Regions from separate parts of the Mus musculus genome. Here regions 2, 3, 4, 5, 6 and 7 are each linked to region 1. A link is a contact called in public Hi-C, HiCAR-type and HiChIP or PLAC-seq data. All regions are on one chromosome and are shown on one strand. The core of a region is the stretch at or near the end of the contact, and the rest is flanking DNA. Distances in the headings are between cores, read along the strand shown.

The links. Hi-C and Micro-C count contacts between places; a contact is called where the count stands out from the background. HiCAR-type assays count read pairs that join an accessible place to other places. HiChIP or PLAC-seq counts read pairs in DNA pulled down with a chosen protein or histone mark.
Region 2: a contact with region 1 is called in an H3K4me3 HiChIP or PLAC-seq map of embryonic basal ganglia, with 8 times the contacts expected there. The contact joins the enhancer-like site here to the promoter of Micalcl in region 1. A contact is called at or near these places in 14 of 39 promoter capture datasets (the C10 cell line, cranial neural crest, embryonic stem cells and 8 more), 34 of 484 Hi-C or Micro-C datasets (the C2C12 cell line, LSK cells, the P5424 cell line and 16 more), 10 of 115 datasets of contacts at active chromatin or transcription factors (the NIH/3T3 cell line, VIP interneurons, astrocytes and 7 more) and 3 of 9 other capture datasets (adipose tissue, macrophages and pancreatic islet).
Region 3: a contact with region 1 is called in an H3K4me3 HiChIP or PLAC-seq map of embryonic stem cells, with 16 read pairs. The contact joins the enhancer-like site here to the promoter of Micalcl in region 1. A contact is called at or near these places in 3 of 39 promoter capture datasets (3T3-L1-derived adipocytes, liver and trophoblast stem cells), 4 of 484 Hi-C or Micro-C datasets (cerebral cortex, liver, nephron progenitors and 1 more), 11 of 115 datasets of contacts at active chromatin or transcription factors (embryonic basal ganglia, embryonic forebrain, embryonic hindbrain and 4 more) and 3 of 9 other capture datasets (adipose tissue, macrophages and pancreatic islet).
Region 4: a HiCAR-type map of embryonic stem cells shows a contact between it and region 1, with 10 times the contacts expected there. The contact joins the enhancer-like site here to the promoter of Micalcl in region 1. A contact is called at or near these places in 3 of 39 promoter capture datasets (the 3T3-L1 cell line, liver and stem cell-derived epiblast-like cells), 1 of 15 datasets of contacts at CTCF or cohesin (the NIH/3T3 cell line), 4 of 484 Hi-C or Micro-C datasets (the N1E-115 cell line, embryonic stem cells, muscle stem cells and 1 more), 5 of 115 datasets of contacts at active chromatin or transcription factors (the NIH/3T3 cell line, embryonic basal ganglia, embryonic stem cells and 2 more) and 1 of 9 other capture datasets (liver).
Region 5: a contact with region 1 is called in a Hi-C map of embryonic fibroblasts, with 7 times the contacts expected there. The contact joins the enhancer-like site here to the promoter of Micalcl in region 1. A contact is called at or near these places in 7 of 39 promoter capture datasets (the 3T3-L1 cell line, 3T3-L1-derived adipocytes, the HPC-7 cell line and 3 more), 7 of 484 Hi-C or Micro-C datasets (the HL-1 cell line, adipose-derived mesenchymal stem cells, cortical neurons and 2 more), 1 of 115 datasets of contacts at active chromatin or transcription factors (the NIH/3T3 cell line) and 1 of 9 other capture datasets (liver).
Region 6: a contact with region 1 is called in a FOXA1 HiChIP or PLAC-seq map of pancreatic cancer cells. The contact joins the promoter of Usp47 here to the promoter of Micalcl in region 1. A contact is called at or near these places in 10 of 39 promoter capture datasets (the 3T3-L1 cell line, embryonic stem cells, frontonasal cranial neural crest and 5 more), 1 of 484 Hi-C or Micro-C datasets (the HL-1 cell line), 10 of 115 datasets of contacts at active chromatin or transcription factors (bone marrow-derived macrophages, craniofacial prominence, embryonic forebrain and 7 more) and 2 of 9 other capture datasets (adipose tissue and macrophages).
Region 7: a contact with region 1 is called in an H3K27ac HiChIP or PLAC-seq map of the NIH/3T3 cell line, with 7 times the contacts expected there. The contact joins the enhancer-like site here to the promoter of Micalcl in region 1. A contact is called at or near these places in 5 of 39 promoter capture datasets (the 3T3-L1 cell line, 3T3-L1-derived adipocytes, liver and 1 more), 2 of 484 Hi-C or Micro-C datasets (the N1E-115 cell line and nephron progenitors), 5 of 115 datasets of contacts at active chromatin or transcription factors (the NIH/3T3 cell line, embryonic basal ganglia, embryonic hindbrain and 2 more) and 2 of 9 other capture datasets (adipose tissue and pancreatic islet).

What each region holds. Positions count from the first base shown.
Region 1 is chr7:112,372,652-112,376,622 of GRCm38.p6, reverse strand. It overlaps Micalcl (MICAL C-terminal like), which reads right to left and starts at 1,766. Exons shown (of 10, transcript NM_001381862.1): 1 at 1,254-1,766; 2 at 534-608.
Region 2 is chr7:112,882,202-112,886,172 of GRCm38.p6, reverse strand. All of the region lies in intron 10 of Tead1 (TEA domain family member 1), which reads right to left. Among named protein-coding and RNA genes, the nearest start is that of Rassf10, 70 kb to the left of the region's middle. Within about 2 kb of position 2,087, at least 111 of the 459 cell types and tissues checked have an H3K27ac peak or open chromatin away from gene starts, as enhancers often do. A contact at or near this core is called in the C2C12 cell line, VIP interneurons, astrocytes and 8 more, where this site is marked.
Region 3 is chr7:112,840,016-112,843,986 of GRCm38.p6, reverse strand. It overlaps Tead1 (TEA domain family member 1), which reads right to left. Exons shown (of 13, transcript NM_009346.4): 4 at 1,885-1,947. Among named protein-coding and RNA genes, the nearest start is that of Rassf10, 110 kb to the left of the region's middle. Within about 2 kb of position 1,821, at least 98 of the 459 cell types and tissues checked have an H3K27ac peak or open chromatin away from gene starts, as enhancers often do. A contact at or near this core is called in adipose tissue, cerebral cortex, embryonic forebrain and 5 more, where this site is marked.
Region 4 is chr7:112,805,719-112,809,689 of GRCm38.p6, reverse strand. All of the region lies in intron 2 of Tead1 (TEA domain family member 1), which reads right to left. Among named protein-coding and RNA genes, the nearest start is that of Tead1, 130 kb to the right of the region's middle. Within about 2 kb of position 2,024, at least 109 of the 459 cell types and tissues checked have an H3K27ac peak or open chromatin away from gene starts, as enhancers often do. A contact at or near this core is called in the N1E-115 cell line, embryonic stem cells, liver and 3 more, where this site is marked.
Region 5 is chr7:111,974,528-111,978,498 of GRCm38.p6, reverse strand. No RefSeq gene overlaps it. Among named protein-coding and RNA genes, the nearest start is that of Gm33204, 33 kb to the left of the region's middle. Within about 2 kb of position 1,893, at least 51 of the 459 cell types and tissues checked have an H3K27ac peak or open chromatin away from gene starts, as enhancers often do. A contact at or near this core is called in the HL-1 cell line, the NIH/3T3 cell line and embryonic fibroblasts, where this site is marked.
Region 6 is chr7:112,021,377-112,025,347 of GRCm38.p6, reverse strand. Usp47 (ubiquitin specific peptidase 47) reads right to left here and starts at 1,842. Exons shown (of 29, transcript NM_001357952.1): 1 at 1,602-1,842. The coding sequence starts at 1,640. It also overlaps Gm3960.
Region 7 is chr7:112,719,156-112,723,126 of GRCm38.p6, reverse strand. All of the region lies in intron 1 of Tead1 (TEA domain family member 1), which reads right to left. Among named protein-coding and RNA genes, the nearest start is that of Tead1, 42 kb to the right of the region's middle. Within about 2 kb of position 2,301, at least 151 of the 459 cell types and tissues checked have an H3K27ac peak or open chromatin away from gene starts, as enhancers often do. A contact at or near this core is called in the N1E-115 cell line, the NIH/3T3 cell line, pancreatic cancer cells and 2 more, where this site is marked.

The DNA.
Region 1 (3,971 bases), core at 517-3,016:
ACTGTAGACACTGTTCCTCTTGTGGGAGCTCTGAAACTCACCCGGGGCCAAGATCTGGAGAAGAAATAAACTCTCTCTCTCTCTCTCTCTCTCTCTCTCTCTCTCTCACACACACACACACACACACACACACACACACACACACTTATATTCTAGTGCAAGCTGCTATCTTCTTGCCTTGGTCACAATGGCATAGAACCAAAAGCAGAGGTGGGGTGGGGTTGGGATCTAGTCCAGTTTCTGGGACAGAACCAAGCACCCGTCTCTCAGTTTCCCTTTCTCATTTCAAACTTGGAGCTCATAGCTGCTACAGCTCTGTGAAACTACAGAATCTTAAGGTGCTGGGATTTCCGAGTAGAGGGAGAGGAATGGAGAGTTCCCAAATCCCTCGGCAATGATTACAGCCAGCAGTGGAAATCAAGTCAAGCTAACAGTTTTCCTTGCCCTTGGATTCCAGGCTAGGCCAGAGAAGATACCATGTAAGGAATGAGCGAGACTGCCCTCCCCCACCCCTCCCCCTGCCCATGACTCACTGGACTGGAATCTTCTTCTCCAGTTCTGGTATTTGCTTGGAGTTGGAGACTGGAGGCTATGGGCCCGCTGCAGAGCTGAGGAGGGAGTAAGAGACCATTAGCTGTGTAGGGGAGGAATTTGTCTCCCATGGCTTACTCACCAAAAGTTAGCAGGAAGATGCTTAGGATGGGCGGAGACACTTCTTATCATAGTGTACTTCTCTGACCCCCCTCCCATTATTCATTAATTCATTCATTCATTTACTCACTCACTCATTCATACACACGTCCATAAAATAATTATATAGGAGGCTGGGGAGATGGTTTGATTCCCTGCAACCCAGATGAAATGCTGGGAGCAGGAAGGAAAGCCTTCCCCAGGAAAGGGCACATTAATGAGTTGCCCAGTGCTAACTGGTCAGGCCTGGAGACACATACTAGTAACACTATATAAACAAGACAGGTTATTTTTAGAAATATATCTGTATGATACAAATACATATATGCATGCAATAGCAATTAAGGAAAAAGGCCATGATTTCAAGTAGAGGAGGGAGAACTGTCTAGGAGAGTCTGGAGGGAGGGAAAGAAAAGGAGAAATGTTGTAATTAGATTCCAATCTCAAAAAGTAACCTGGCTGTAGAGGCATGTGTCTGTAATGGCGGTAGTCCTACAGTGAGATGGGAGAATAGAAACATCAGGAGAGACCCTGCCCCAATAAAGTAGAAAGTGAGAACTGACTCCTGGAAGTTGGGTTCCTGCGGAAGCACTTTTGCAGGGCCCTGTGTGCTTCCCCTCTGCCTGGCTGGGCCTTGAGCACAGGCACTGGCCGCCCCGAACCTCAGAACAGATGTGGCATCCAGCTGCATCCTGTTCCTGTGCAGGGCTCTCAGGCACGGGCCCCCGTGCTTCCATCATAGAGAAAGGAGGGGCGTGAGCGCACATGTGAGGGGCAGAAGGTAGAACTGGGAGGTATGGGGGAGGAAGAGACCCCCAGGAGGGGTCTGGGTGTGGGAGAATGAACAGGGAAGGTTCGAACACAGAACTCTTTGGATCCAACACCTCTCCAGTGAATGTTCTCTCACCTCACTTAGACATCAGCCCACCCCTGTGAGATCCCACCCCTGTGAGATCCCACCCCTGTGAGCTGACTTGAGCACTGCCATGCCAGCCACTACCTGGGTTTCCTTTCTCAGGACCAGAACCTTCAGCTCCTTAGGGTCTCTGCTTTAACCTCAGTGGGATAGTGGAACTGATGGCTCAAGTGCCCCACTGGTGGTAATAGGCCACGTAGGCATAGTTTCACCATAGTGAGGTCATAATATAATAAGAGTCCTAGGTCAGAGGCCCGGCTCCATGGGTTCTGTGAAGCTTGGGTCGAGACATGTCCCAGGAGGCTCAGGTATTTGAATGCTTGGGCACTGAGAGGGCTGGACTCGGAGAATGTATAGCCTCACCCTTCTTCCCGTTCACTTTCTGCTTTGTGTTTGCTATTGGAGAGGTGAGCTCCCAGCTTCTTGCTCTGGCCGCCACCGCTGCTTGCCGCCTGCTGTCAGGCCTCCGTGCCATGCTGGACTCTCATCCCTCTGGAACCGTAAGCCCAAATAAATCCATCCTTTTCTAAGTTTGTCCTGGCCATGGTGTTTTACCCATATGTCAAGCTTTTCCCAGAGAAAGTGAGCAGACGCCATTGTGAAAATGCAGGTTAAGTATTTTAAACACCACAAAGCAAGCATTTGAGCCCATCTCTGGAGTGCTGATGTGAGCTCTGGGTTTAATAGACAAAGATCTGGGTCAGGAGGCAAGAGAACAAAGTCCAGGTGGGGCTGGTTAATCAGTGTTTTGTTCTGGCTCTGCACAGTGACTAGAAGAAACATCTTAGTGCTTGAGAGAACAGGCCACGCCCTTCTCATGATCATGGAGGCTGGGGGTGGGCTGTGTGCGATCTCATCACCGTGACCGTTTGCCATGCTCTGCTGCTCTGAAATCTAAGGAGTGACTGTAGGTTAGAACAGTGACTGGAAACCTGTAGACTTCTTTGGGGGCCTGGAACAGGACTCTATAAGGGCTAAAAGTAAGCCAGGATCACTCTCTTCTTTATGCCTTCAACCTTGGCAGGTGGGAGAGATGGGGCGGGTATCACTTAGTTCAACACAGACGCTTCTGAAGTGATTGACACTCAGGAGTCTGGCCCAAAGCTTGGACAAAGACAGAAGCAAATTCAGGTAGAAAGGCCGGGTTTCCTTGCTCTGTATCAGCCTGTGGGCCCAAGTGAGCAGCAGCATTGGTCTCCTAATTTTGAGATTATAATATAAGCACATCATCTCTCCCTTCCCTTTCCGCCCTCTGGACTGTCCCATGTTCCTGTCCTTGCTCTCTTTCAAATTCATGGCCTCGGTTTTCCCCCAATAATTGTTGTTACACACACACACACACACACACACACACACATTCCTAAATATAACCTGCTCTGTTTGTATATTACTCGTATGTGTGTTTTCAGGGCAATGGGGTCTTGTGTTCTTCCCACTCTTTCTTCCCCTCTCAGCACGCCTTAGTTGACTCCAGTTCTTTGTGTAGGGTTGAGTCCACATGGGCTTTCCCCCCACCCACGTTGGCATGTGGATGTCCTAACTCGGCTTCCGTTTAGGTAGTCATGTTGGTGAGACTTCATGGATGTAGCATCTGACATGACTAGGAAACACAATCTCATTGAAAACATCCCAGTTCTCTGGATCTTACAATCTTCCTGCTCCCTCTGGATTCAGCACTTTTCAGCAAAAGAATCTGTCTGTCTGTCTGTCTGTCTCTTTCTGACTCTGTCTCTGTCTCTCCCCCCGCCCCTTTTTTCTTTCTCTTCCTTTGTGTTTGATATGGTCTCACTATGTAGCGCTGGCTGGCCTGTATCTTGCTGTGTAGACCAGGATGACCTCAGGCTAGCAGCAACCCTCCACCCTCTGCTTATCAAGTGCTGAGAATACAGGTTTGCATACCCACATCGGGCAAAAGAAATGTCTAAGTAACGTTTACAGCAATGGTTTATTGAGCAGTGTCAAACAGCACAAAGCTTAGCTGAGTCCCTTCTCTCAAGCTTGCACTCTGTGTGTACTACTACATAGTAGTATGTTTGCATGTAGGTTTTATGTTCGTTTTTAAAAATGTGTATGAGTATTTGCTTGTATGTATGCCTGTGTACCATGTGCATGCCTGGTGCCCTCAGAGTCCAGAAGATGTGTCATAGTCCCTGGAGCTGGCAGTACAGGCAGTTGTGAGCCACCATCTGAGGGCTGGATCCTCTGCAAGTGCTCTTACCTTCCGAGCTATCTCTCTGGCCCTACTCTGTGTTATTTTAAAGGATCACTGTTGGAGCTCACAGTGCACAACCTGTTTTGGGGAAAGGCGTAGAGGGCAGGAATTTAGCCAGATGTCATTGATCTGATTTCATTGTTGCATACTAGC
Region 2 (3,971 bases), core at 838-3,337, 510 kb before region 1:
CTTACGCTTTCTCTGAAGCCCTTCGGTCTGACCTTCATAGCAGTTTAACTGAAGTGGCATGGCAAGCAGTGCTGGCATTTGCAGTTTGTCTGCCCTGTGGACTTCTTTATAAACTCTAAAGCAACTGTCTTCTCACTCCCTTTGGGTCCATCCTTAAATTCTTTTATTAATGACACTAAGAGCTCCAGAACTGTTTCCCCGGATCACTGCTTCTGGTAGCTTCCATCAGAATCTCCAGGTGCTGGAGGGCAATTCAGACCCTCTCTTCAGTTTCGCTGAGTTCTCCTAGTCTCTCCCAGTCTCTCCAGCAGGCTCTATCCTAGGCTCAAATTACAAATCTATTTTCGTTAAGCCTCCCCCGGTGTTAGATTCTCTTCTATCTAGTCCAGATATTCCAGGAGCCACTTCACCTGTCACTGCCTCGTCTCTGTCATCAGAACAATGGCACGGGCAGCGAGACCTCGCATGTCTCATCTTTACCAGAGAGAGTGACATGAACAACTGCTGTGGAGCAGTGGGGACTGGAGCACAGCAATGCACATGCAAGCTGCAAGCTGCAAGCTGCTGTATTGATGAAGCACCGGCCACTACTTCTTTTAACTCCACAACCAAAACACTGACCAGGACAGAGCCTCAAGTCCTATCTACAGACACCTTCCCCAGTACAATCAATAAACATGATGATGGCCATCAATTCAGTCCACATGGGTGCAAATAGCAGGCTGGCTTTTTCCCAGGTAAACAAAGCAGGATGCTTCCCTGGTTTGTGAGTTCCATGACACATCTGGCATATAAGGTGTAACTACTCAGACAGATACAAACCCACCACTCTCCACAAGTCATGAGCAGAGACACATTATGGAATTTCCTCCAGAAACCAACAAAAAAGAAGTTACTAACACGCTGAGTGGATTAAAGGCTCCAAGATCTGTTTGTAGGCAAGTTCTGGAAAGCAGGGTAGGGGCAGAGGCAGGTGTCAAAGGCAGGTCAAACAAACAAAAATATACCAACAAAAATATACCGCTGGGGCTGGGGATGTAACCCAGTCGGGAGAGTGCTCGACTACTATGCATGAGGATTTAGGTTTAGTCTTTTGCCTTCATAAACCAGGAATGTTGGCACATGCCTATAATCTACACATGGGATGCAAAAGCAAGAGGATCAGGAGTTCAAAGCCAGCCTTTGCTACATGAGACACTTAAGGCATGGCTTCTCCTCATTGTCCTCTTATTCAATATACCTATTTATTCAAAGCTATGGTTCACTGTTCAATTTCATGGATTAGGGGTTGGGGGGGAGACCTGTGCTTTGGGGCAAACATGAAAAATGCAATTATCAGTCCAGTGTGGTAGTCCATGCCTTTAATCCCAGCTCCTGGGAGGCAGAGGCAAGTGGATCTCTGTGAGTTCAAGGCCAGCCTGGTTTACAAAGAGAGTTCCAGGACAGTCAGACTGTTACACTGAGAAACCCTGTCTTGGGTAGGGAGAAAAAAAAAATCTTTAAAATGAAGCCTGGTCTAGGTGTGTGGGATCCAGACCCTGAAGAGGGGACAGGGCAAAGGGCCAAGGACAGAGAAACTGTCCCTGCAAACCCTGTGGCCTCTGGAGAACTGGCTACAAGGGAGCTGACAGCCCACATAGAAAGGACACTTGGCGGTGTCACAGGCTAACAAGGCAAAGCTTGCTGGGTGAGTAAGGAGAGAACCCCTAAGGTAAAGACATAAAGGGGCAGGGGCAGCCTGTGGACATACCCTTCCAACTTATCTCCCTTCATTTTTGAGTGTGCAGAGGGCTGGGCAGGAATTATGAGGTTATAGAAATGAAAACCATCCAGGACTGTCCTTGACAAGAGCCAGTGTAATGGGAACTGATGGATGGGCCGTTTTCAAACCACCACTTTGAATCTCCCCTCTGCATCCTCTCTGAGCCATGATCAAAGGACCAAGATTTCAAATTGTGAAGCAATTTTTTCCCAATGGCAGCATCTGGCTGCTTGGCAGGCGGCACCAGGAGCTGGGCCTTGCTGTGGGCGGCTGTCCAGGCCTGCCACATGGTGAGGCTAGGCCAGGCAGGGCACGCCTTGCGGGCTTTGCAGCTGCTCCCACAGGCGCCAAAGGACAATTGCTCTGCACAGGGCAAAGGGGCCCTGAGAGACTGAGCTTAACTAGGGAGCGAGGGGGTAGGTTTGGAGAGAGCTGGCAGCCCCAGAGCCCTCCCACACTGCTTCATTTGCATGCCCACCCCACAGGATTCAGGGGTCTGGGCAGGGGAGGCCTGCGTTGTGCTGGACACCGCTCCAGTTAGACAGCCTGCCTATGGGGACAGGGAAGGAAGGGGCTGCCAGCAGGGAAGTGGGCCCCTGAGTGCAGCCATTCACTGGAGTCTGTGTGCCCTGACACAACACCACTGAAGCAGAGGCCACAGCTGTTTTAAATAAGAATAACAGGAATAAACTCAGCCAGCCTAGCTCTTCAACTTACTTCCCACTAATTATGGCATATATTTACATCCACAAAATAGACGATTTTTAAAAACACCACCGGGACCCTTTATTGTGCAGACTGCACACCCCCATTTGAATTTCATAAACATTCAGTACTTCAAAGAATCTTAAAAGCTTGCTCTAATTACAATAAGCCTCGTCTGAAAAGGCTGTCTGTTTGCATTGCAAATTTCCCACCAATGCAAGTATTCATTTACAAAAATGCAATTAATATTACCCACACAACTCCAGGTAAGGACCCACTGTAGGCTTCAGGCTGGAACTGTCATAGACTCAAGGTCTTAGCCCTACCAACTAAGTCTCTGTTCAGACTGCTTGCTTTCCAACTGAGCCAGGTAATGAAGTCCTGGGCGTCCAGCGGAGGTGGCCTGACCTTACCTAGTTCATCAGTGTACAAAGAATGCTGCCACTTTCCCAGGTTGTTGCTTATTTAAGAGGGACATTCCATCCATGAAATGTCCCTCTTAAATAAGCAACAACCACCAGGCAACCAATCACACACAGTGAAATAACAGCTGTACGTGAATAAGCTATAGGTTACCCAGTGAAACCTGCATGGCAGATACACATCACCAGTACTTTGGTACACAAGCGTTCCAGTGATCTCATAGACACTAGCTCTGGGATTTAAATTTAAATGGGAAGGCCTCAGTGTTAGTTACTCCCCCAATAATTCTACTAATGCTAATGAGTCATCTTTACTAAAAAGAACAAAAACTAAGACATATCCTCAAATGCTGACTGCTGTAAGAAAATGTCCTAATTGTATACAAATACTGTATCCATCCATGTACAACCCTCAGACTGGGTTGACAGGTAACTGGGCCTAGAGTCTGTCTCACATTTTATATCGTATTCTTTTATCTTCTTGAATTACTTGTAACTAACTTGTATTACTTTCAAAAGATTATAATTTTTATTCTTTTCCTGACTGTGTGCATGCACGACTGCGTACATGAGTGCAGGTGTACAGGGAAGCCAGGGGTGTTTGATCTGTGGGAGCTGGAGCTACGGGTGGTGCTGAGTCACCGACTGGGTGTTGGGATCTGAACTCTGGTTCTCTGGAGAAGCAGTTCATGCTTTCAACTGCTACGCTCCAAGCCGCCTTCTCTCTAGCCCCCTACTTTTAAATGTGAGACAGAGTGGTGATAATGGATCTTGATTGAGCATCCAACAGACTAGAGGGTTCCTTTGTGACTAAGGGTGTCAACTCGGTTTTAATGGAACTACAAACAAGAACAAAAAACAAAACAAGTGTGGGAAGGACATTGCCCCTCTGTCTGTCCCTGTCTGTCCCTCTGTTCAGTGGCAGCTCTCCTAAGACAGTGATAATGTTTAAACACACACAGGAATGGCTGCACCCTGTCCTCAGTTTTGCTAGCAAACACAGCCCAATGATCCAGGAGAGAACGCAGTTGAGGACTGGCCAGCAGCTGGCAGAGGGATTCTCCCAGCGTGCTCTAGGCAAC
Region 3 (3,971 bases), core at 572-3,071, 470 kb before region 1:
CTTCCAACTGCTCAGCCAGTGCAGCTCAAAGCCAGCCACCATCAGCCACACATGCGAGCCAGCGAGCAAGCATGCTGTCCACTGCAGCGCGCATAGCCTATGCTCCTTCCTACCTAGTCATACGATGTCAGGCATCCTGGTTTGTATTTTTAATGTTGAAGGGTTGTGGGGGAGGGGTATCAGCATTCAGCACCAAGAACAGGCACTGTTTTGTTGTGGAACAAAACCACAAATGTAGTAAGTGGGTGGGGGAAGGATGCAAGAGAATAACAACAATAGGATCATAAACTAAGTTTTACTATGAATAAATAGTAAATAAAGACCTTCCCAAGGGGCTCTGAATTACCCCATTTCAGAGAAGTAAATGCCAGGCACACTAAACTGGAGCAGGAAAAGCAACTCGGAATTTAAAATGATCAGTGCCTTAATTTTTAAATTTGTATTTAGTTATTTCTTACTGTGGATGGTTCTTGGTTATAAATGGTGCCCCATATTTAAAAAAAAAAAAAAGCTCAACATGAAGCAGGCTTGATTATCTTATCTTCAAGACCATCGTTAGGTTTTGTCTTATTGTTTTGTTTTTGCCTGTGGCCATATCTGCAGATTTCTTTATTTCTCTCTTTTCTGTGTTTATTTTGTTTTTTGAGATAAGGTTTCTCTGTGTAACAGAGCCCTGGCTGTCCTAGACTGGCTCTGTGAACCAAGCTGGCCTGGAACTCATAGATATCCACCTGCCTCTGCCTCTTGAGTGCTGGGATTAAAGGCATGCACCACCATGCCAGCGCTCTCTTCTGTATTTTTGAGATGGTATCTCATTATAAATTTGTAGCCATGCTCCCTGCCTCTTTTCTTTTTTTTTTTTTTTTTTTTTTTTTTTTAAGATTTATTTATTTATTATATGTAAGTACACTGTAGTTGTCTTCAGATACACCAGAAGAGGGCACCAGATCTCATTACGGGTGGTTGTGAGCCACCATGTGGTTGCTGGGATTTGAACTTCAGACCTTCGGAAGAGCAGTCGGGTGCCCTTACCCACTGAGCCATCTCACCAGCCCCTCCCTGCCTCTTTTCTACGGGGATCACAGGTATAAGCCACAGTGTCTGGTTTAGCTTTCTCTACTAAGGAGACCCACTAAAAAAACAGCATATCAGACAATGTGGAAGACAATTTGTGTTGAAGGAGATACATATAAAAATGTATTTTCTCAAATTACTATTATTTATCTTATGTATATGTGTGTTTTGCTGGCAGAGGCCAGAAAATGGCATTGGATCCCCTGGAACTCAAGTTATAGACAATTGTGAGGTGCTATAAGGATTCTGAGAATTAAACCAGGGTTCTCTGGGCCATCTCTCCAGCCCTTTTTAAAAAAAAAAAAGATACATTAATTTTTTTTTTTAAAAATCCAAAACCATAAATTAGAATCAGTGCTAAATGTATTATAAAAGTCATTTCACAACAACTGGAGACAATTTCATCCTTTTCAGTTATTTTTATTTTATTTTATTTTTAAGGTTATACTAGACTATCCATTAGCTGATTCTCAAATTGCTACAGGACAGTTATTAGAAGATTTTTTTTTTCTTTTTCTTTTTCTTTTCTTCTTTTAATTGCATTTCTGTGCTGAAGTTATTGAGATCAGCTCTCTGCTGCGACTGCGATTGCGTTGTTACTGGGAAACTTGCACACACTCGCGCACACACAGAGTTTAACGTGAGGCCCGTACAAAAACAGAGAGATTAGACACAAAGAAATGTAAACAGCCCTCACATGCTAGGAAGCTAGGTTACAAGAATCCCAGCGCCAGGCATTCACCAGTCACCATGGAAAACAGGAAGTGAGGTGCATAGCAACCACGAGCCAAAAAGCAGAAAAGCGCATACCTTCAGCTTGGAATGAAAATCACGAGATTTCCTTCTGGCAAGAACCTGAATGTGACTAGACACCTGCAGGGTAGGGGAAGGGAGGAAAACAAAGGAAAAGCCTGTAACCATGGAGATGAAAAGCCCCCTACAACTGGGCAAGCCAGACGTACCTTAATGGCGGCTTGAATTTCTCGAACTTTCTTTCTTGCTAAGACCTGTATATGACTAGACACCTACATTTTTCGGGTTTATGCGGGGGAAACAAAACGAGAAAAAAAGAAAACAAAAAAAAACAAAAACAAAAACAAAAAAAGGAAATCAAATATAAAATCGCTATTCCTTGGGAGGGGTGGGGTAGGGGAGGTTATTTGCATCTCAACGAAGCTCTGCAGTTAGGAACATACAGTCCCAGCCAGACACCAAGCCCCCAGCACCTCTCTAAAGCTCTATGGACAGGGTCCTCGTGGCAGTGACTTGATTCAGAACTTTAGGCAGGCTCGTCTCCATGTTCCCACCCAGAGAGATGAGAGGTGGGTGCTGGGAAAAACCTTATTTGGAGAGCCATAAGAAGAGAGAGGAGGGATGCTTTCTTTATGAAATTTTTAAAAAGGCGGGGGTAGAGATAAATTAAAATATTTACAGCATCTCAGTATCGGGAGAGAAAGAAAATTCCCCTTCCTCAATTTAGAGAGGACTGTCCATAAATTAGCATGCTCTACAGAATCAAAGCTGAGGCTGTGAGCTGGATTCTGATCTCCTGGAGGACTCTAGATTCTGTGGCAAATGCTGAAATAATACCGGCACATAAATTAGATCTCAAAGAAAAATGGGACCCAGTTAGCAGAGCCTCCCCGCCCACCCCAACCCCTTAAAATGTCTTTAATCCTTCCACACTTTTGGGAATCGCCTGGGAGCCAAGTGGATCTGCATATTATTACAAAAAGAGATGTGTGAATACAACCAGCCAGCCAGTTAAAAATCTGGTCTGAAAAACCACTCAGCTTTGCTGAACAACACTAGAGTGGTGTCGCCAACTGTGGCCAACAGGCACCCCGAGGGTGATGCTGGGTGTGGAAAAACTGCCAGACAGGCCTCTAACACAGTGATTCCACTGGGCAAGCAAAACCGCATCGATTTCAGTGGGACTTGATTACATTTAGAAGATCCCCCCGTGAAGGGGTCACTGGGCAAGTGAGCAGAGCGTGCTGGCCAACAGGCCAGTTCAGCACTTGAGATGGAAGGAGAGCGCGGTGTCTGCATTGGGAGACTCTGAACCTTCCCATTACAAGTTCAGTGACTTGGGCTTTGTGGCAGTCACCTCATTTCTAACTCTCCAGTGACTCCAGATTATTAAAGATCTTTTGGTAGTCAAATGTCTTTTGAGTTTCGATAATTCCCTTTCTTCCCGTTTCCAGGGAAGCAGGGCTCCCCCATCCTCTTCGCTCCTTCATCTGGCTCCCGCTGTTACTCATTTGCACCCAGAGTCGCTTCTGATTCTCTGCCTTGATGAGGGCCATGGCTGGGTGCATCCCCAGCAGACAGTGCCTGCCTGCCTCTGTGCTGGCAGGAGGCCACCCCTTTCTGCTGACTTAGCAAGGGGCCAGCATGGGCAGCATTTCTGAGGGACAGCCCAGTCTACTGCTCCACACTCCAGAAAGGAAGCTTCCTCCCGACCCCCACCAGGGCACCCTAATAGCAGTGAACCTTGAAGAGACACGGGTGGATTGGCTACACTCAGGATTCAGTTATAGCCCCTTACTCCCTTTAATTATTCTGCCATGAGGTCTCTATATTACCCCAGTGGTCTTGAACACCAGGGCTCAAAAGATCCTGAGGCCTCAGACTCCCAAGTAGCTGGGACTAGAGGTACACTCCACCACATCTAGTCAGCTACACTGTGGTTCCACACAGGTTAACATCAAGAAATAACTGTTTTCCTGTCACAGACCTACCCATCACATGGGTAGTTTATTTTCATTTCCTTTTCTGTTCTTAGAGACTGATTTTCCACCCATTTCATTTGGGAACTTGGTCACATCAGAGATCTGGGCTGCTCTGTGTCCAGAAGACCCAGGGAAGGCAGAACCCTGGCCAGAGTCAGAAAA
Region 4 (3,971 bases), core at 775-3,274, 430 kb before region 1:
CCCACCTGCAGATCACATTGTCTATCCACTGGCTGCTCCTGCCAATGGGGTTGGCCTCTGCCCTCATTTAGCTCATCTCTCTCACCCTCAACCAGGACATCATTCACTGAGACTCTGTTCAGTTTCCAAGGATAATCCCCTGATTCACAGAGCACAGGGGCGGGGCTTTTGCACATCCTTTCTCTATTGGCTCCCGGACTTTATCTATGTTCCAGGGCCTAGCCCTCTTGAGTGCTCAATCTCAAGACACCTCCACAAACCCATCTCAGCAAACCTCTCCCTCATCCAAACTGTCCATTAAAAGCCCTTGGCTGCCATACTGGGTGGTTCAGAGAACTGGAAATGGTCTCTGCAATCTGATGGTAACACCGTATGTTATGTTCCTATCTCAGGAATTGTGTAAGAACAAGACAGGTACAGACACCGGGGTAGGGTAGTACTGGAATACGCTGACTCCAGTGTTTTGTACATTGTGAATCCTGTCTACCAAGGGGTGGTAAGGAGCTGCAGACCTCACGTTCATACCTCATCATTTCTCGTGCAACAACGGAGCTTAGTGAACACAAATCTAGAAGGGCATTAAGGAACATTACCAATTTATATTCAAAATCAGCAAGAATAAGAACAAACCCTCAGCACAAAGGCACTGGGATGAGACGTGCCTTATGCTCCAATCACAGTTGGCATTAATGACTCAGAAGAATTCTGTATCATCACCTCCAACCTACCTTCCATGTCCAGGGCAGTCCCCAGTGAGATGGGTAAGAGTCTCCCCCAATGAGTGAAACTCAAAGAGAACTTACAAGGGAATAGAAAGGAGATGCTGGGATGAGTAACTCCTAAATTCTCATAGATTTTCTGGGCTGGGTACCATGAGAAACTGTGGGAAGTCAATGGTATAGCCAAGACTATCGTGTAGAAACTTGGGTATTATTCTGGCTCAAAATAGACCAGTGTAAAATGCTGTGTGCTGTGCTTCAGTTTGGGGGGACAACCCTGAAACAATACCTCCAAATGCACCTGCACTATGACACACTCACCAGCATCAACAAAGTGAAGGTAGTAAGGCATCAGAAGGCATGGTGTGGGCATGGCGGTGCCCACCTGCAATCTCAACACTTGGGAGGTAAAGATGGGAGGAGCAGGAGTGAGTTCAAGGCCAGTATCTCAGCTATATGAGCTACACCAGACTGTGTCAAAACAAACAATCAACCAGAAAGTGAAAAGGGGGGAAAAACATAAATTTTTCTTTCCAATATTTAAACAGCAATACAAACTTTCAGTGATGCTGCGTACATTCCATAATGGTATCATCTGTAGAACTGGTGCCTAATACAAAACAGAATTTAAGCAGCTCATTCTACTCCATCTTGCTCCCAAGTGTTTGAGGCAGGTTCCAAAAACCCAAGATGAAAACAAAAGGCAAGAATCCTACCAAAGAGAAGATAGATGTGGAGTGAACAGGAAAAAATGAAAATCAAGAAGAAGGTTTCCTGGGCTGACTGAAACTAATGAGAAAAAAACCCAAGGTGAGACTCATTCACTTAGAGTCGTGTGTGTGTGTGTGTGTGTGTGTGTGTGTGTGTGTGTGTGTGTGTGTGTGTGTGTTGCATGTATATAGGTACATGTATATGGAGACCCAAATGCCATATGTCTTCTTGATCATTCTCCATTCTGTGGAGTTTTGAGGTAAGCCTGGTCTACAAATGAAGGCCAGCCAGAATAATACGTGAGAGTCTGTCTTTAATGGGGCTGTGAGTAGGAGGTAGGGTTATATCCACTACTTGAGCCGATTTCCTCCTAGCTTTCACTTAAAATTTTTATTAATGAATGTTCCTTTTAAAACACAGACATACAACACACACTTCCAAATACACCTCATATCCTCATTTTTGTTGTTCAAATGTGCTAGGCATTGCAACTCATTAAAAAAAAAAAGGAAACTGTACCTTTAAGAAACTCAGCTCATAAACACCAGGCTTTGGAAACCAGGGTTCAGCAAAGAGGAGCCAATAAAAACCCTGTAACTTGAAACCAACCCACACAGCATAGGAAGAAAGGAGCCCAGCAGCGCCCAGTTTGCAGGACAAGAAGCTAATTGACCGGAATGTCTGCTGCATAAGCTATAAACTAAGTACATAAAGAACAATATGAACATACAGTTAAACAAAAAGGCCAAACTCTCCAACACCACACTGTGCACTAAACAAGCGGGATGATTGTTTGAGGAGCCGCCGGAGGAAGAAGGGATAATTAGCGTCCTTGTGAATCAAGTGTCTGCCAGGAAAAGGTCTCCATCCATGGAGTGGCCCTGGAGCAATGGCACCTTTTGCCCTTAAGAGTCAAGCTGGGAGTTAGGGGGATGGTTCAGGCAGAAAGAAGGACCTAGCAAATCCATAGCACCTAACCCGTGGTGTGGGAGTGAGGCCCAGATCCCAGCACTGAGACAGGACACACAGAGCTCACTGGCCAGCTAGTCTAACTGAATGGTGAACTCTAGCCCTATGAGATACTCAGGCTCAGAAAATAAGGTCAGAGAGCCACTAAGGAAGACACCCAACATGGACCTTGGGCATCTACACAGGCACACAGGCAGGAGACACATACACAGAGCCAAGGTTGGGTTTGCAGGACCGTTTATTGACAACCATGAAGAAGGTAAACATTCTTCAGGCAAAGTGTGTGAGTAGAGCCTCACACTCTACTGTGGCCACCTCTCCTTCTGGAACACACAGTCTTCAGGTTTCACCAGCTGCCACTTTCTATGACCAGGAAGGGTCATTTTCTCTCATTTATTGCCTCACTGGCTTGGGATAGAACAGTCTGTGCCAAAGGGGTGGGGGAGGGACCAAAGCATCCACCCAAGTCACCATGACACAAAGAGAGCCTACAACAAAATAGCATGTCCATGAGAGTTTATCCAGGGCTCAGAGAAATGGGACCTCAGATCTGCCTCATTCTCTCACTGAACATGGAAGTGGGTAATCTTCACCTTTCTGGTGCCTCCTGTAGTCTCCAGAAGAAGCTGCAAGGTAGAGAAGTGGGTACCTCAGGACCCAGAGTTTGCAGATCCAAGTTCAAATCCCCACCCTCCCTGAAGAGCAGTGTCCCCAAGCCCCTCATTTACATGGCTTTCCTTTTTGATCACGCTATCCTGCTCCAGCACAGTTGAAAGCACAAAGAAGAGACTTTTAATTTTAAGGCTCTGAATTTGACACAGATGTGAGCCTATTACTTCATCTATGATACTCAGAAAATGCCAGGACAGTCTCCTTGCTATGCAAGGGATGCAGACAGACAATCAGAAGGTGCAGTACCCCACTGAGAACTCACAGGCTAGCTGGAGTCAGACTATACAGGTTGAGTGATAACGCCGGGGAAGTCGTATGTCACTGGAGATAATGAGTCTAAATGTTATTATTTGATTCACTCAATTCTTCTGCACTCAGGAAACTCCACTGGGTTCTACCCAGAAGGTTCACAGCCTCCAAAACAATAACAACAGATCACAAGAGTGGCACCTCCCAACCCCACCAAGGGGATTCTCGGAGACAGAGGGTTGAGAAGAATTCCCTCCTGGGCTTTAGTTACTCTATGAATTTAAGCTATGGGGATAGCTACAGCCCAAAGGAAATCAAGTCTGCAGTGACAGGAGAACTTGCTACGGCCTTTGAAGTGCATTCTAAAAAGGAAAAACATGGGAGCTGTGACTTGAGTCAGAAACCCCTAGGCTCTGATCCCCAAGCCCATGAACCTGAGCCCCGACTGCTCAGCAATATGAATAATGGGTTTTTATCTGCCAGGCCCAGCACTAACCCTTTAAACAAAATTTCTTCCAGTTCATGTTTAAAGCAGCCCTACAGGAAAAATAATTTCTTTCTCTCTCTTGCATGACATCAAGTGATGAGCTTGAAGTTTGAGCAGCTGAGAGGTGAGACGCACTCTGAATCCACACTAGTTTTTATCCCGTC
Region 5 (3,971 bases), core at 644-3,143, 400 kb after region 1:
TTTTCTGCACAGTTTGATATAACACCGTTGTATCACTCATATGACAATTGTATGTGGGAACCAAAGGCTTGGGAGAAGAGACTGGAGATGTGGTCAGTGAAGGCCTTATGTAATGTAAGATCTGTTGATATTATCTGCTGAGTGTTTCTAGAGGATCTCTGTATTCCAAGGCTTTTTCTCTTGCATCAGAGAGATGGGGGCGGCACAGGGTCGTCATCATGACTTCCAAGGTAATGTCTACAGTTTCCCAACTCCTCTCTTTACCTTTGATTTTTGTTCCCCTTAGATCATATTCTCATTTTTTAAAACACAAGTGTGTTGTGACACTTCCTGCTTAAAAATGTTTGAAAAGTTCTTAGTTGTTTGCAAGATAAAGTCAGTCACTAACTATGGCTCCCAGGGCATCTTGCGTCTACATTAGCTTCTTGTCTCATTATCTAGGAATGTACAGCTGACCACGGGCCTCTATGAATATCTCATTTCTCTTAAAACTAACTGTTCTCTTACTTTCCCTGTTGCCTTAGAAAGACTGGCATTTAGAAGCTATGTGATCTTGGGATATTACTTCTGAAACTTTGTTTCCTAATAATCGTAATTTATCACTGGGCAGGGTAAAGGTTTAATATTTTGTATATAAAGCCTGCTGACCACATCTTCAGCCTCCTCTCCTATGCCTTAGACTCCTACGTACAATTGTCATGTGAGCGACATATATCTATATCTAATCTATATATATATAAACTCTGTCTACTTTATCAGCAATTTTGATGCGTACAACAATATTGTTGGGTAGTACAGGCGATGGGAATAATGGATTTCTGCTCATTTTTAGACTAGCTTGCTTTAATGGGAAGTAACCAGATCTGATTAAAAAATTCCAACTTCCAGTTTTTGACCGTTTGATCTTCTGTTTTAGATTATTCTCTGTGCTATCCAGAAGCCTTGAGAATGGAACTATTCCTATCCCAGGACTTTCAAGTATACAGAGATAAGATAGCAACTTGTTTCCAGACCCCACCCTGGCTCTGCTCTGGATGAAGGACTAGTGGGGATTGCCTATCGTTCTCATGAGTTTAGACTTTGGAGGTTCCCTCTGTCTTTGCACAATCTTGAACTTTCCCTGAACCCAGGTTCCAGGGACAAGCTGGAGCCTTTTGATGGAGGCCTCTGGGTACAGAAGTAGCTTGAGAAACAGAGACGAATGGAGTCTGACAAGCGAGTAATTTGGCACCAGTTATCGTTTTTCATCATGGTAGAGAGGTTCAGTCTCCACCTAGCATCTTGTAGCCTGGCCTGTGACGATGGGTAATGGCATGTTCTTACCTTTCAGGGTGTGGTGGGAAATACTAGAAAACGAGTTTGGTACCAGTGGGGTGGCTTATCCTAGAGTGCGCCCCACAGGACTGTATCAGGACAGCCTCTGGCTAGACCATCCAGGGACCTGGGTGAGCCAGGTCGCCTGCTGTGGGTGGTTATTTGAATGTACTTTAAAGGCTTAGTTGCTCTGACCTCTGTTAAGTAGTTTGGCAGTCATATATCAAAAGAGTCCTTAACAATTAAGCTAAGAATCAGGCAGGAGGCACATGCCTTTAATCGTAGCATTTGGGAGAGCGAGTTCCACCACAGCAGGAGAAACCCTGTCTCAAAAAAACCCCAAACCAAACCAAACCAAGAAAAACAAACCAAACCAAACCAAACCAAACCAAACCAAACCAAACCAAACCAAACCAAACCAAACCAAAACAGAAAAATCAAGCTAAGAAGTAGCTGCCCCATACTAGGGTCTGTGTTAAGTTTGTCAAATACCAAGGTGAATCATGGTCCAGCAGAAACTCACATCTAGTGTGGATTATAAGATGTACAGACAAACAGCTGAATCACTGCAGAAAGCCACATTGACTCACACACATGACATCATGTGCAGGAAGTTCGGAGGAGGGAGACACACTCATGACTGACTCAGCACCTGAGGCAAAGTTTTGGAGAGAACATCTGAACGAAGCTTGATAGGATTAGAGGTGCAGGAGGGATAGCTTGGGGGCTGTTAGGAGGAATGCCAAAGTGTATGCAGAACTTCTGGAAGTTTTGTTTCATAGACATCAGGAAGGTGGACTAGGGTAGATCTTTACCTGTGTAAGGAGTTTAAACTGGATTCTTTGTGTCTGTGGTGAATGTGTTATGCATTTGTGTGTGTTTGTGTGTGTGCATGCTTGTGCATGTGTGTGCATGTGTGGGTTTGTGTGTGCATGTACATGTTTGTGTGGGTGCTTTCATGTGTGTGTGTGTGTGTGTGTGAGAGAGAGAGAGAGAGAAAGAGAGAGAGAGAGAGAGAGAGAGAGAGAGAGAGAGAGAGAGAGAGAGAGAGAGAGAGAAACTATGGAGTTTGAGAAAGCAAGAATCTCTCATTTAGATTTAAATCTCTTATTTAGTCTGGAGCTCACTAAATAAGCTAAGCTAGTTGTCCAACAAGCCCCAGGGACCTGCCTGTCTCTTCCCCGAAGCATTAGGAGTACAAGCACAGCCCACAAGCCTTGCTTTTCCACATAGGTTCTGGAGACCAAACTCAAGTCTTCAAGAGAGCTGTTTCCAAGTCCTGGACTTGAGATCAGCAACCTGAGTGGATGGGTGTCCTAGAGAGGGTTAGTTATAGGATGGGTGAGGGAAGGGCAGGATGCTCAGCATCCATTAGTACTGTTGAATCAGGATGATCAGTGAGAAGGAACCCTAGAGAAATGTCTTGGAGTAAAATTAATAAGCTGATTATTAAAAGGATCAAAAGGCAGAACTTAATGAAGTGCATGAAGTTCCCAAGCCTGGGTGCTAGGTAGACTGAGGACACACTTGGGAAGAACAGGGGCAAATCATATTTGGAAGGAGAAGCTCCATTCTGGACAGACGTTTGAAGAACATAATGTTTGGGTAGAAGTTCAGAGTTGGCCTGCGGGAGGAAATGGCTGTGAGGGAGAGTCCACAGGCTCCTTAGACTGGGTTGAGAAAAAGTAGTGCACTTTGGTAAGACTTCAGAGGGGGAAGGCAAGTAAGTGAGTTGGTTGCAGAGAATTAGTAAGAGGCAACAGTGACTTAGTGATTGGGACCCGATAGACCAGTTTAATTTCTGGTTCTGCCATTTCCTTTTTATGTGTGGCCTTGAACAAGTTACTTAACTTTGAAAAAACCTGTTTTCTCATCTGTAAGATGGGGGAAAACACTTTGTTCCAAGGGAGTTGTGAATGTTGAATTAGATGCTATTTGAAAGATGCTTGGTCTATAAATGATTCATAAAAACTAGTTGTTCAAAATGTTACCACTAGTAATGGAAAAGTATTGGGCATTAAAGTTGGCATTGGCCTGTCAGGAAGTGGAGGAAGAGGAGTGAGGAGGGGTGACAGGAGAAAGCCTCGGAAGAGGTTTCTGGGTTGTGGTGGCGCAGCCGTTGGAGTCCAGGTAACTTCTGTTATCTTCTGCCCTAAGAAGCTGATGTGGCCAAGGTTAGAGGAGACAGACATCTTTGACTTTGGAATGGGAATCTGTCAGCTGGCTAGGCTGATAACAATACCACAAGCTAGATGACTTTAAGGAAAGTTGATTTTCCTGAAGTTCTGGAAGCTAGAAATCCAGGTTTAAGGTGCCCCTCAAGTCTGAGGGGGCAGTATTTACTCCATACCATTCTCCTTGCTTAAGAGGCTCTGCTGCTAATCCTGGACAATCTTTGGCTTCTAGCTGTATTATCTTAGTATCTGACTCCAGTCATTTGGCATTTCCCGCAATGTGCATGCCTGTTCACATTCTTCTTTCTGTAAGGTCACCAGTCCTGTTAGAGCCTGGGCCACCCTTTCCACTATGACTTCATCTTTAGTAATTATAACCGAAACTGTTCTATTTCTGAATGAGGTCGCATGCTGAAGGACACAGGTCAACGCTGAGTATCTTCCTCACTTGCTTTCCACCTGGTTTTGAGACAGAGTTTCTCC
Region 6 (3,971 bases), core at 593-3,092, 350 kb after region 1:
TTAAGGGTTAATTTTGTTTCTTAAGATTGGAAACCAGCACCAAAGGAAATGAAGGTTAGCTTTCTCGTAAAACCTATTCCTTCCTTCCTTGTTACTTAGTACAAAGTTCAAAATGCCGGACTGGACCATAGGAGGACTCACATTCCCGACTTCCTAACTCTCAGTTGTTGAAACTGTTCCAGAGGCAAGATCTTTAGTTCGTGCTTATCTGCTGTACTGAGACTTAGAGATGTCTGACAGATAAAATACTGACACACACACAACTCAGCCTTAAACAGCAAACAGGCACTCCACTGAGTTTGATAGCACACACTTTTAATCCCAGCATCGGGGGAGACAGACAGGGAAACCTCTTAAGAATTTCCAGGCCAGCTTATCTACAAGTGAGTTCCAAGCCAGCCAAGTCTGTACTTCAAAGTCCACATAGTAAGATCCTACCTCAAAACGGCAAAACAAAACCCTAAAAATCAACTTATTATCCATCTAAGGAAAGATGGGAAATTTTAACTATTCAGGTACAAAATAAAGTCACTTTGCATTGTGCCAGGGGTTGTCTGTGTAGCAACAAATTGCTACAATTAAAAAACAAACAAACAAAACCTAAACATTTAGGAATCCGAAATGATCGTGTATAAATATCAAGATCCTACCATCCTAATTTCAACTTAACACTTGGCATCTATTTAAGGTATATGAGATATAAAAGTCCAAAGCATTAAGCCTGACGACCAGCAGTTAAAAATACATGTTTGAATATGCTGAGGATATTTATAAAGCCAACGGACTATTAATATGTCGAAATCCACTGGCCAGTGCAGGATTCTACCTTTAATCTTCTACTACTGACTGTTCAAGGGAAGCCAAGAAGTCCGGGAGTCTTATGTCACTCGCTTTTAAGAATTTAAGTCACCCAAGTTGGCAACACCAGAAAAAGACCAAAATTACACACAAAAACAACGTTTCGTCTCTCCATATGGTGAAATTAACTCGGCTATCTCTTACCCTCCCGTTCAAGCCCCACTTAACTACTTTTTCAACGATCCTGGGTAGGCCCCATTTAGGCTGGCCGATAGTACTACGAAGTAACAGGAGGGGGAATGGAGGCTGGGGGGAGGGGGGTGGGGAGACCGACAACTCTTTAACAGTTAAGTCTGCCCTCCCACAGATCTCAACTTAGGTGTCGATTTCACAAGCCCCGTAAGCTATACGCTGTCAAACCCCAGAAGCAGCACCGTCACCCCGTCCTGCCCACGGGCAACTGTTCCAGAATGTTTTCTTTGAAACGATCTCTCTTAACTCTCTCGGCTCGACGTGTGTGAAGTCTGGACTTCAAAGGCCACTTTCTCTCCGCAATACTCCCCCCCACCCCCGGGAGCAGAACCCAACTCCTCGGGTCCAGTCTTTGATGCGTTAGCCCCTCGCAGCCGGAGCTCTCCCTCGGCTACGTGGCCCCGGGAACCAGCGGTCTCCAACTGCCCGCCGCGCCCACCGTCCACCCGGCCCCACGCCTGCCCGGCCCTAGCCTTGCCTCCCGCTCGGGGCCTGCACGACTTCGAGCGGACCGCAGGCTTCGGGCCTAGTCTGGCCCGCCGGCCCCTCACCTCCTTCGGGACCAGTTGGTTCTCCTCGCCGGGCACCATCGCTCAGACTCCGACCGCTCGTCTCCGCCCTGCCTGCGGGGGCCTGGTGGAGGTGGCGGCGGCTGTGTCTCAGGAGAGAACGGCAGCGACAGTCATCCTCCCAGCCGCCTGCGCTCCAGCAACTGAGGAGGCCTCCGCTCAGGCCTTAGACACCAGCGCGCAGACACCGACCCAGGGCGCCGCCGCCGTCGCCGCTGCTGCCGCCGCCGCTGCCGCCGCCGCCGCCGCCCCTCCCCCGGCCCGCGGCAATCAATGGAAAAATGGCGGCCGCCGCTCTCGCGAGAATTCAACGCAGTGGGCGCGCGGCCCGGCGTCTGGCGCCTGGGGTATGCAGGCGGCCGTCGTGAGCTCGGGATCTTCTCACCTCTTGCTCAGCCCCGGGGTACGCCGCGCTACGCTGGTTGAGAGCCGGTGTAGGCGCTTTTCACTACGGGGAAGCCGGTCCTCCCATCCTCCGGCTCCCTCTGTCGGCCGAGGGAGGGACGAGGCCCCTGCGTCACGAACGAGCTCCAGTTCAAAGCCCCCCTTTCAGCCCTGCAGTCCCCAGACTCTTTCCTGGTCTCCAGCGACCCCGCTGCAGCCCCACTTGAGGAACCTTTGGCCTCGAGCTGGTAAACAACGCGCCTTGTAGAGAAATCGCCTTTCTGGCTTTCGCCCTCAAGGCTCTGGTCCTCGTCTGTCATGTTTTCGTGGCCGCCCCACTCTCCTTAGGGACCTCGGTGCCCATCAGCTAGCCCCTGGAGCCCCTTAAAGAGGGGTCACTACACTTAGAGGTGCTCCCCTGCACCCTTCTGGGTGGCTTGCTGTCATCCTCCTACAGGGCCAAGTCTGAGGGAGCCTTTTGAGAGCAGAGCTGTGGTGCGCTTCAACCTGTGCTGTCCTTTTGAATATGTTTTTTTTTGTAATCTCCCCAGACGGTAAATACCATGTGTTTGACCAAACAAATCTCCTATTAGTCATTTTCCTTCACCGCACTCCTTCCATTATGAAGACCCAGTGAGACGTCTTTCATGAAGACTTTTGGCAAACTAGTCCTCTTACAGCCTGCTGAGTTAATTCCATTGTGCCATGTACCCAGCATCCACAGCGCCAACTCCTTTACCTATGCTATTGGTTCGCCAAACTTGTTACTATTGAACACCCCACACCCAAGAAAAGCTCTCTATACAGTTATGTAAGATTTATTAGAATTCTGCTATTTGTGGCACTGTAAAACATCTACAAATTCTAAAAATTATAGCAAAGACAGACATTTAAAATAAACGAGATTTTAAGTAGTAATGGTATAAAAAAATCCATTAACCCTACTGAAAATATTTAGTGAACGCACTCTGATTGACTAGGTTTCATTAGTTTTTTAAAAGCTAATTCTTTGTGAAACACTTATTAAAATATCTGATTCAGTGTTCAGGTTATTTCTGTACTTGGCTTTAATAGCTGTCATAAGCTGAAAAAGGTAACCCACAAAGATTTTGATCCTAATGGAAGAAGTGCATTTTCAACTACTATTACTAATACAATGCTCATTTTTATCTGTTTCAGCTTCCAGCCATACAAAGGGTTTTGTTGAAATTCAGCTACTAATTTTCCATCTTTCCTAATGTCAACTAGAATTTTTATGTTTTAACAGGTGGGCTGCAGTGGTGAAGGACTTTCCAAGCATACAGAGCGTTCCGAATTCAATCCCTACCTCCTTCTCCCAGAACAGTCAAATACCTTCTCCCAAAACAATCAACAAAATAAAAACAAAAATCCAAGTAGACTAAAAATTCTTTAAATACACTACTCAGATTTCTGAAAAGGCCAAAAAAGTCTGTCTTCATGTTTAAGCATACATATGATGAGTTTGGGAAGAGTGTTTAATTTTTTTTATTTTTTATTTTGTGTGTATCAGAGTGTACATGAACCACAACCATGCAGCTCACAGATGTTGGAAGAGGCACCAGATGCTCTGGGATTGGTGTTATGGGCAGTTGTGAGTCACTTGGGTCCTCTGTAAGAGCAACAAGTGCTCTTAACTACTGAGCCATCTCTTCAGCCTTAATATGTAAATGTTTGAAACTTCATCATAGACTTTTAAGAAATACTGCATCAAGATTCTCTTGACTATTGAAATGTAAATTGTTCTAAAGGTGAATAACTCAACTTGCATATCCACGGTCCCCCTGGCTGGCACATCTTGGACAAAATCACAAAGTGGGAGTATGTCCAAATCTGTTTCACGCATGCCATTTCCATTTCCTAAGTGAGCTGGTTCTCTAGAAGCCTTGTTAGAAGTTAGGTGCCATTCTAGTTTTCCTTTTTTTCCTTCATGCTTACACTCATGACCTC
Region 7 (3,971 bases), core at 1,052-3,551, 350 kb before region 1:
GAAGTTCTCTTGTCTCCTGATACTGCTGGGAATTCTCCCTGTCTTCCCCACCACTCAGACAAGGAGACAAACACTTGAGATCCATGCCACCAAGACTAAGCTCATCCTTAGTGCCACCTTCTGCCCAGTCTCTGGATGCTGCCAGAGGTCCACCTGACTTTCAACCCTTTAGACATCCTGCCACCTCCATAGGCTGTTGAAGACCAGCCCCTTACCCCACCTCCCACCTCCACAGTACATGATAACCCCAAATACCTTTGCTTCCCAGAGGATTGGACTGGGGTAGTTGTCCAAATTAAGCGGGTATAAGTACCAGCCAGGTAGAAGAGGGGATTAAATATCTGTAAGTGCTGGCACACAAAATCCAACCACAGGGAGCTAACCTCAACCCAGGGCTCCTAAGGCCCTTGGCTCATGCTCCTCAGCCCTCTGACCTCCACTGTTCATCTCAGAGTGACAACTGCCCCCATTTCCTCAGCCCTCTGACCTCCAATGTTCATCTCAGACAACGGCCCCAATCTCCTCAGATTTTTTTTTCAAGGAAAAAAAAAAAATCAATGAGCTGACCAGATGGTCAGTAAACCAGATTCTTGTGATGGTGTTTGCTCGGGTCTCCCACCATCACCAGGCAGCTTGAGCCCCTGCTGTGGAATGCTGTCCTCCACTATCCCAGGCAGCTCAGCAGGTCTGCTTTGCCGTCCAGGGTGGCTTGGTTCAGCAGTTTCTTGCCATGCCTACTTACAACTGACATTAGCTGAATTTGAGAATTGTAAGGTAGAAAATTTTTACATCTAAAAACCTAATGTTTAATTTTTTGCAAAAGCCTTCAAGTCTCCTGGTCAGTGCCACTCCTTTATGGTGCCTCTTTCTCAATGTCCCTCTACCCTACTAGGAGCACTCGAATGTCCCAACTTCTTCATTACTGTTCCTGTCACTGGCCATGGCAGTGCCTGCTCAACTGTGTTCTCCTCCACTGACTGCAAGTTCCTTGGAGACAGGCCTGCATGTTCTGCTCACAGCCTAAGCCTGTCTCCCAGCCCGGTGGGAGCTCAGCTGATTATTGTGGGCATGCATGGGTTAGATAAGTGAATAGTATCCTCAGAGTCGCTCCATCTGTAAGATCCCCATAGCTCCTTCTGGCTCAGTTAGGATAACATGTTCATGTCTGTGTTGCTGGCACAGGAGACAGGTGCAACTGGACGCTGACACTTGGCCCTCTGCAACTGATTCAGTACTTAAGTATACTTTACAATGCATTTCTCAGACCCATAGCAGACTTTCAGCTTTCCCCCATACCCATTGGTTCTAAGGGGTCACGGTCTGTAGTCCAGCCCAGGCTGATCTCGAACACAGGACAATCCACCTGCCTAAACCACATGAACTGCAGGTACGCTTAAAAGGTAACTTTTAAGTATCTTGTGGTTTCCAGCTAGCCTACAGAACTATAGAAATATACCATAAATATATATAGATATATAGATAATCTCATCTAATTCTTAAACTGCAATGGTCAGCCATTTATGAATGTTTTATTTCATCCTTAGAATATCAGTGTCATGGAAAGATCTTAAGGTCAAGTTTTGGACATTTGGCTTTCAAGGTCAGTACCTTCCCTTGTGATTACAGACACATTATTTTAATCTCTACCCATCTCCATTTCCTCATCTCTAGAATGAGGAATAAAACAAATCCAACTCACAAAACGTTTCAATGTCAGAATATCCCAACTGGAAAGTCAAGAGAATAGTCATTTTAGTCCACATGCCTCCAACTTAGAAAATGCAGTTTTCCTGAATTAAGTAGCAGTTATTAGATAAACTGCTATAGTAACTGTTATGTCAGAGTAGGTGACAGAATGTCACTCATGATAAACAAGGCCACCACCAAAGCCCAGACCCAGAGACACAAAGGCCAGAGGAACCCCAGATACACTTGCAGGCTGAGAGCAAATGGGCTGCAAACGTTGGGGCCTCCTAGGCAGGCCTCACCACGTGATTCACGATAGGACCCCAAGAGAGGTGGTTGTGAGCATGGTGTCTGCGGCAACAGAAATGAGCCAACCTGGAGAGTGAGCAGGGAGGGGAGGCTAGGAGTTCCCCTTCCAAAAAGGGCAAGAGGAGCCCTGCCCCAGTCCAGCCAGTCGGGCCAGGCAGCCCACAGGGAGCTTCCCGCCTTTTTCTTCTTCTTTCTTCTGCATGAACTTTCCCAAACCAGCTCTGCCTGTTTCACGCAGGAACCCGGCTTGCGAGTGCACATTTTATTATTTCAGAAGAAAGCATCTGCAGCCGGCTAGTGAGTCATCTGTAAGCCTTGTCAATCTGCCAGCAGCCTGCTCCTCTTCATTACAAACGTAAAGATAAAAGCCCTCACTGCATTAGCCGCCATCCGCCTCCACAGACAGCACAAATAAATTAATTGTGCCTCATCGCAAACAGCGGAGAGGTGTGCAGGAGGGGGGATGGGCTCCGTGTTTCATTAACAAATTAAATAGCAACAGAGCCACCGCACACCCGGCTACACTGCCAACTTTAGATTCTCCCACCAGGCAAGCACCCGGCCAGCATCACCCAGGTAGAGCGGCCACCATTAAGTGAGGGAGGAGTGAGGGAGGGTTGGAGGAGAGGGCGGCACTGTGAGGCCAGACCTAACCTTGGCATCCCCAGTGCAAGCCTGGAGCCCAGTCACCGAGTGCCCGTCAGACGCTGAGTGCTGCTGTGGCAAGCCCCCCCCCCCTTGCAGGGGGTGTTTCCACAGTTCTCCCCAGGCAAATAAGCAAACCAGTTCTGGGGCCCTGGTATGCATGGCCCAGTGAGAGAGCCTGTCATCAAGGCGACGCTGTCATACTGAGGATAGCAAACATTCCAGAAAGAACAGGGTGAGTCAAGACCAACTTGAAAAACACGTCAGACTCCCCCATACTACCAGCTAGGATTACACCCTCAAACACACCTCTCTGAGATTTCCTGCTTTAGTCACAGGCTATTTGTTACAATGCCGCGATTCTCTTCTCAGTCTATAGTACATCATTTAGGAAAGCTGCGTTGTGAGAGAGTTGAAGGCGTGTGACTAAAAACCATTCCTTTTATGTTTTTATCTCCAAAGACACAAACATAGTGCATGGGGGTGGGGACAGGAAATGGGAGCGGGGCGGGGGGGTGGGGGGAGAACAAAGAGAAGTCTAAAAAGAAGAGGAAAAGACCCCCAACTCTCCGAATGTCACCCTATTAACTCGTGACCTGTAAGGAAGTTAAGATCACAAACAGCTAATCCAACCATAAAATATGTCCAAAGTATTTATTATACAGATGGACATTTGGGCTCAGTTGTTAATTTAGTTGGTTTGTATTTTATCTGTAAAATCCCGGAATCTAAAAAATTCTACATAGGGGGAAAAAAAATTGACCTGAGCTAGCTAGCTAGGAGCTGCCCATAAAAAGCAAAGGAAATAAAAGCTTAAGAAGAAGAATAAGTCAAGCCATATGCAACCTTTCCACGATCCAAGAAAGAACTGAACACGTGCACCCCTGACCCAAGCCTTTGTAAAACACTCAGCATCTGCAGTGGGCCACAATGTTGCAGCACAGTGGAGCTCCAGACACTCCTCTGGAAAACAACTTAGGAGTCAGTAGCCATTGAGAACTAAAAAAATTCTTTTGTCTTTTAACTCATCAAATCCTGCTTCTGGAAACTGACCCTAAGAAAATAATCTACAATCACAGTAAGTCTGCATCTCAAAGTATCATTTATTAACATCATAAAATCGGGGGGGGGGGGAGGGGGAGGAGAGACATCTAAATACCCAACAACAAAGAACTGGGAAAGTAAACTCAGTCAGTCTGTAGGATGCAGGGTGAGACCATCAAAAGTCATCCTGAGAAAGACAGCCATGAGAAAAGCATTTGCTTACGGTCTCTGTGGTGGCAAGCCTACAGATACATGACAAAGCACTTCAGTGTGGGGGTCTACTGGTT